Linked DNA regions of Sus scrofa: region 1 is linked to region 2. The links are chromatin contacts, called in public HiChIP or PLAC-seq maps. All regions are on one chromosome and are shown on one strand. Each heading gives the region's core, a stretch centred on a gene start, on an enhancer-like site or on the middle of the called end of the contact. The rest is flanking DNA. Distances are from core to core; before and after follow the strand shown. Region 1 overlaps SSH2 (protein phosphatase Slingshot homolog 2). Region 2 holds the start of CORO6 (coronin-6).

The links. HiChIP or PLAC-seq counts read pairs in DNA pulled down with a chosen protein or histone mark.
Region 1: a contact with region 2 is called in an H3K27ac HiChIP or PLAC-seq map of skeletal muscle. The contact joins the enhancer-like site here to the promoter of CORO6 in region 2. A contact is called at or near these places in 5 of 47 Hi-C or Micro-C datasets (blood, embryonic fibroblasts, omental adipose tissue and 2 more) and 2 of 2 datasets of contacts at active chromatin or transcription factors (alveolar macrophages and skeletal muscle).

Annotation. Positions count from the first base shown.
Region 1 is chr12:45,938,954-45,941,943 of Sscrofa11.1, reverse strand. All of the region lies in intron 3 of SSH2 (protein phosphatase Slingshot homolog 2), which reads left to right. Among named protein-coding and RNA genes, the nearest start is that of CORO6, 130 kb to the right of the region's middle. Within about 2 kb of position 1,388, at least 2 of the 83 cell types and tissues checked have an H3K27ac peak or open chromatin away from gene starts, as enhancers often do. A contact at or near this core is called in skeletal muscle, where this site is marked.
Region 2 is chr12:45,813,073-45,816,444 of Sscrofa11.1, reverse strand. It overlaps CORO6 (coronin-6), which reads left to right and starts at 1,851. Exons shown (of 13, transcript XM_021067517.1): 1 at 1,851-2,082.

The DNA.
Region 1 (2,990 bases), core at 139-2,638, 130 kb before region 2:
GCAGAAAGATGAGGCAGTGAAAAGGAATCTTCGGGATTTCTTCCCCTATCAAGTGTGAGGGAGTGAGCTTCCAGGGAGAGAGAACTTTTGTCATTAACATATTAGTTCCTTCAGGAAATTCTTGTCTAGAGCCCTTAGAAGAATATTGTGGGGTGCAGGAAAAGGATCAACCACCAGACTATGTTTGATGCCGACTTGCCTAGCACTGTGCTAGACTCTATAAAGTCCACAAAAGAGAGTTACTATATGACTTGCTTTAGCAAAGAGATAAATTATGTGGCATAAAATAGAGAATAAGACCTTGAATAAAAATACAGATTATAAATTCTAAAGGAGTTAGAAAGGTGTCAGCATACCATCAGCCAGGAATTGATCATTGGACTCTATCGGAAGGCCTCAGTTCAAATTCTAACACTGTAAACACTGTAAACTTGAGCACGTCCCTTAATTTTTGAACCTCAGTTTCCTCATCAATAAAATGAAGTGGATAATCCCAGCTACTAGCTCTATTTACCTATACACAGGATTGCAGTGAGAATCAAATGAGGATGAATATGAAAACACTAACACTGTGAAACTTTTAATTAATGAAAGAGCTGAGAATTGAACTAGGCCTTGAAAGTATGTTTTACATGGATAACCTGAAAGCTTGGATAAAGATGGTCTCAGAGTGGAAATAATTTGGACAGAGACAGGAGAGTGAGACTTGGATATAGGAGAACAGCACAGAAACTACCTAATTATAGCAAGGATTTGTTTGGGGAGAATGGGTAAAAAATAATTACACTGATTGTATTGGAGAAGGGATGGAGTTGAGGGTAATACACAATAATGACTGGGTTACAGTTAGATTTAATTATGGAGGATATGAAGGCTATAAGGAAGAGATTGGACTTGATCTGAAAGGGAGTAAGGAACTATTTGGGGGTTTTAAGTAGGGAATTATTATAAAGTATTTAACTCTTATTCGTTTTGATAATCAGTATCTAACAAAGTCCCTGGCCCATGGGTGTTCAGGATTAGTCCAGTTGAGTATAGTTAATCTGTCAATAGTATGTTGACAGACTGAATTGGGCACATATTAGCTTAGATGAGTAGATCTGAGACAGGATGAGTTGGGCACATCTCAGCCTAGACTCTCAGCTTATCACCCAGATATTAGACTGGATCATCTTATTCTTTAAATGTAGCAAAGAATAATAATCCCTGCCCAGCCAGTATGTTTATTTAAAACATCATATGAGGCGTCCCCATCATGGTGCACTGGAAGCAAATCTGACTAGGAACCATGAGGCTGTGGGTTTGATCCCTGGCCTCCTTCAGTGGGTCGGGGATCCGGCATTACTGTGAGCTGTGGTGTAGGTCGCAGATGTGGTTTGGATCCTGCTTTGCTGTGACTGGTGTAGGCTGGCACCTGCAGCTCTGATTCAACCCCTACCCTAGGAACCTCCATGTGCCATGGGCATGGCCCTAAAATTTTTTTTTAATTTTAAAAATTAAAATCAAATGAGATGAGGATCCCGTCATTATCCGCAAATACATTAAATACCTCCTTCATGTAAGAGCTGTGTAAAATTTAAAAAAAAACAAAACTTGGGAACCAAAAAAATATATATAGATATAAGTGCTTTTGAAAATGTCTTGTGATGACTATTAGTTTTGAAGTACGGAGTTCTAAGGGATCTGGTAGCAAGAGGATGGTAAACAACAGCCAAAAGATCATCTTACTGCTATATTTAGTACTGAGTTAGGTCCCTATTATTGTCAGGACTTGCCAGCTATAGCTAGGATCAGGTAGAGGAGAAAACACCAGGTGCAAGAAAGTAGATATTTAAGGTCCCCAGGAGTACTTCCTGTTGGCAATAGACCTTTTCTGACTTAACCTGTTCTGTTGTGAACCCACCTCATCATTCAGACAGTGTAGGATACTGATTAACAAAACAGGTTCTGGAGCCAGAATAACTGGCTGAGTTTGAAATACTGCTGAATTATATTAGACAAATCATTAAACCTCTCTGAGCCTCATAAAGATAATAATAGAATCATAGTGTTATTTGTGGGAATTGAGATACTACGTGTAAACTCTTAATAGAGGATCAGTGAATGTTAGTGCAATAAATATCAGTTATTAGTTTTGTTTTCAAGAACTTCTCTGCTCCTCTAAATTCCATTTTTTTGTTATTTCCAAATTTATTTCCCATTTTTCTATCTCTGTCTCACTTCATTCCAGAACATTGATGGTATTAGGCCACATTTGGCTCATTCACCTATAATTTCTTCTGCAGCATTAGCATCTAACAAGATCTTAAAATACCTTCTGAATTAAAAATTACATTGTATTCAGAGTTCCTATCATGACTTAGTGGTTAACAAACCCAGCTAGCATCCATGAGGACACAGGTTCAATCCTTGGCCTTGCTCAGTGGGTTAAGGATCTGGCATTGCCATGAGCTGTGGTGCGGGTTGCAGATGCAGCTCAGATCCCGTGTTGCTGAGGCTTTGGCATAGGCTGGGAGCTAAAGCTCCAACTGGACCCCTAGCCTGGGAACCTCCATATGCTGTGGGTGCAGCCCTAAAAAGATTTTAAAAAAAATATTATCTTCAAAATAGTTTAAGTACTGTATATATTTCTATAGTCTAATTCTTTGGAATCAATTATCTATAATACAGTTCTTCATAATTTTTTTTTATAATTTAGTGTATTTTCCTAGTTTCCTTAAGCATGTTTTACTTTCCTCATACACACACACATATATATGTGTATATAGGTTTTAATGTAATTTTCTCATATATATATATATATATATATATATATATATATAGTGTGTGTGTGTATATATATATAGTTTTTAATGTAGTATGTAAAATATATGTAGAATGGAATCTTGGGCCCTGAGCTAATTTAATAGATCACAGTGTTAGAAGAGAGTCAAAGATTCCATGGGAAAGTAAAAATCTAAACCCTTTTTAGGAGGGCAATTTGATAATGT
Region 2 (3,372 bases), core at 602-3,101:
CCGAGGCTCCACCCGCCCACAGCTCTGCCAGGCCTTGGCAGCAGAAGATGGCTAAAGGGCAGGGCTGAGCCATGCAACCCTAAACAATTCCTGCTGCTGTACCTGGAGAGCAACTCCCTTCCTTCCCAGGTGATGGAACTGAAGGCATTGAAGGATTCCTGCTTCCTAGTCTTAGACCCTTCCCTCTAGAATGGAGTGCTAGGCTCTCTTTAAAGAGAAGAAAAGGACAGGGGAGAAGGAAAAAAAGCCATTTCAGGGTAGGAGACAGCATGTCAAATTCACTCTCTGCCAACAAGTGGTGCAGTGTTGGAAAGAACCTAACCCAGCCCTCTTCATTTTACAGCCCAGAGAGCTGCAAGAATAGGGTGATTGAGCAATGGCTGGAACTCCAGTTTTGCAATTAGTCCAGGCATCCTCTCCTCTGTGCTACAAAGCATAACTCCCAGTATCAGCACTGAGATAAAGCAGCACTGTCCTTCAAAGAGAGGCAGAAATGCATGGTGCTGAAAGCTTGACCCAGACACCAGACCACTTGGGTAAGAATCTCAGCTCTACTACCTACGGAGTTGAGTGATGCATTAACTATTTAACCTCTTTGAACCTCAGTTTCCTCATCTGTAAAATAGAGGTAATAATAATACCCATCTCAGAAGGCTGTTATCAGAATGGAATTAAAATGTGTAAAGCCCTCGGAGTTCCTGTCATGGCTCAGTGGTTAACGAATCCAACTGGGAACCATTAGGTTGCGGGTTCAATCCCTGGCCTTGCTCAGTGGGTTAACGATCCGGCGTTGCCATGAGCTGTGGTGTAGGTCGAAGACGCTGCTCAGATCCCACGTTGCTGTGGCTCTGGTGCAGGCCTGTGGCTGCAACTCCGATTCGCCCCCTAGCCTGGAAACCTCCATATGCTGCGGGAATGGCCCAAGAAATGGCAAAAAGACCAAAAATAAAAATAAAAAATTAAATGCGTAAAGCCCTTAATACAGTATCAACACACAGTAAGTGTAAGCTATTGTTATTAAGGAGCAACTGTGTCACTCAGGTCTTTTCGTCCTAATCATGTGCCTGGAATTTTTAGATAAAAGGGAGATTCCTCATCTACCCTTATGCCCCCACAATGCTTTAATTATTTCTGGAGCACCTGTAACAGTTTCTGATTCTGTCCCCCACAAGCCACTGAATGCTTGGCCTCCTCCAGAGAAACAAAAGAGCCTTGTGAGGGCCTTCGAGGTTCCCACCACCATCCCTCCTTTTAACCCCAAATGCTGGTCTTTTTCTTCCCCACCCCCACCCCCCTGTCTCTAGGCTGCTTTCTGCCCTCTTCCATGGAATCCTCTCCAACAGGGTGAAATGCCTAGTACAGTGACAGCGTTTTAGGTTCTCAAGAGGTCACTATCACTAATAACAAGGATAACAGTTAACATTCACAGCCCCCTGTCGGGTACCCTCTCAGCTGCCCTGGGCCAGCTGAGACCCTCATCCAAGGGCCCCCAGAGCATGTTCAGGGACCTCTCCTCAGGGCTGTCTGGACGTGTAGTCCCACAGTCTTGGCCCGCTTGTACACGTTAAATTGGGAGTGCGACTGCAGCAAGAATGCAGCTCGAATGCACCTTATCTTGCCTAGCTGCCGGCTCTAAGGGGAACGCGCCCCCTCAGCGCCCAGGTCTGGGACTGGGATCCTGGGCCTCCCCAGCTCACCCTGCAGGCGCGGAGCGAGGGGAAGGAGCGCGCACACACAAAATTACTTTTGACGCTTCTCCGACTCCAGCGGACTGGCCGCGCGGAGTCTGAGGCGCTCGACTTTCCCGCCGCTGAGGGGGGCGGGGCCATTCCGACCCCGCCCCTGCCCTAGGCCCCGCCTCCGCAGGTTGATGGCAGCGGCAGCTGGGACTGCAGCGGCGCCCGGCCCCGAGAGTCGCAGGCAGCGGCCGGAGTGCGCAGCCTAACGTCCGGGCCCCAGACGCCGCGGACACCCGGAGAGGCAGTTCCGGCGCCCTGACGCCTCCCTCGGTCCACAGCGCACCCCCAATCCCCTCCGCAGAGAAGTCGCAGCGTGAGCGCCCCTCGGCCGGCTCGGGACCAGGTACCTCCCCCCTGCCACCGCCGCCACCGCAGCCAGCGGAGCGGGCGGGGTGTCTGGAAGGGACAGAGGTCTGCGCTCCCTCCCCCCACACTCCCGCCGCCAAATTCGGTCCCGGGCGGGGCGGACTTCTTGTCTATATTTGGCCGGACAGCGGCCTGCGCACCCCCAGGGCACAGACACCTCGTCTCACAAGAACGTAGAGCTGGGGCAGGAGGCAGGAGGAGGGTGCGGGGAGGCCCGGCCTAAAGGCCGGGGGCCACAGAAGCGGCTTGAAGGGCACAGGGATGCCCGGGGCTGGGAGGGGCAGGAGTCTGCGGCTGGGGCATTGGAAAAGCCCGATGTGCCCCCTGAGGAAGAGCTTAGCTTGAGCCCCTAGCGGGAGAAAAGGCAACCTGCCTTCCTTACTCCACTCCTGAAAATCTGATTCTGGCCTGGTGGGGGTGGAGGTGAAGGACCCCACCCCGGGAGAGTTTGGTTGGAGAGAGGACCCAAAGGAGAACTGGAAATGAAGAAGGGTAGGCAGAAGCCAGAACATCATGGTTAGGGCCTCTTAGACAAGGCAGTGCAGAGAGGAGTGGAGAAGAGAGCCACCCTTACCTGTGTCCCCACAACAGCATGGGAGGAAACTCTTGAAAACAGTAGCAGGAAGGACTCAGGCTAGCTGACAGGAGGAACATCTCCTTAGCAAATTTTTAGAAAAAGGCAAAACCCCATCCGCCTGTGCCAGAGATGCTGTTTAGGATGGGGCAGGGGCCGGAGTGGGGGATGGTGGGGTGGGGCTGCAGTCCTAGCCCAACAGATGGCCTTAAGCCAAAGCCTCTGATTCTGGACAAGGTGCCTCTGGGAAATAAACCACTTCCGTGAAGTGATGCTCATCCAGGGCTGGCAGTGGGAAGGCAGCCTGGAATTGAGGCTCCTCCCCAAATCACTTTAATTTCCAGAAAGCTTTCAGGCTGGGTCAGGCTCCACCATCTCCCTGGCCTGGTTCTCTAAGATGTCAGACCCCAAATCCTAGCTCCTCGAATGAAGCAGCACTTTAGAGATGGCTAAGAACTTTTCCCTTAAACTTTCTTCAACTTTAATTACCTTGAAGAAGCTCCCTGGAGTTCCTGTCATGGCTCAGTGGTTAATGAACCAGATAGTATCCATGAGGATGCAGGTTTGATCCCTGGCCTCGATTAAGGATCCGTGGGTTAAGGATCTGGCGTTGCTGTGAGCTGTGGTGTAGGTTGCAGACTTGGCTCGGATCTGGCATTGCTGTGGCTGTGGCGTAGCCTGGGAAGCTTCATT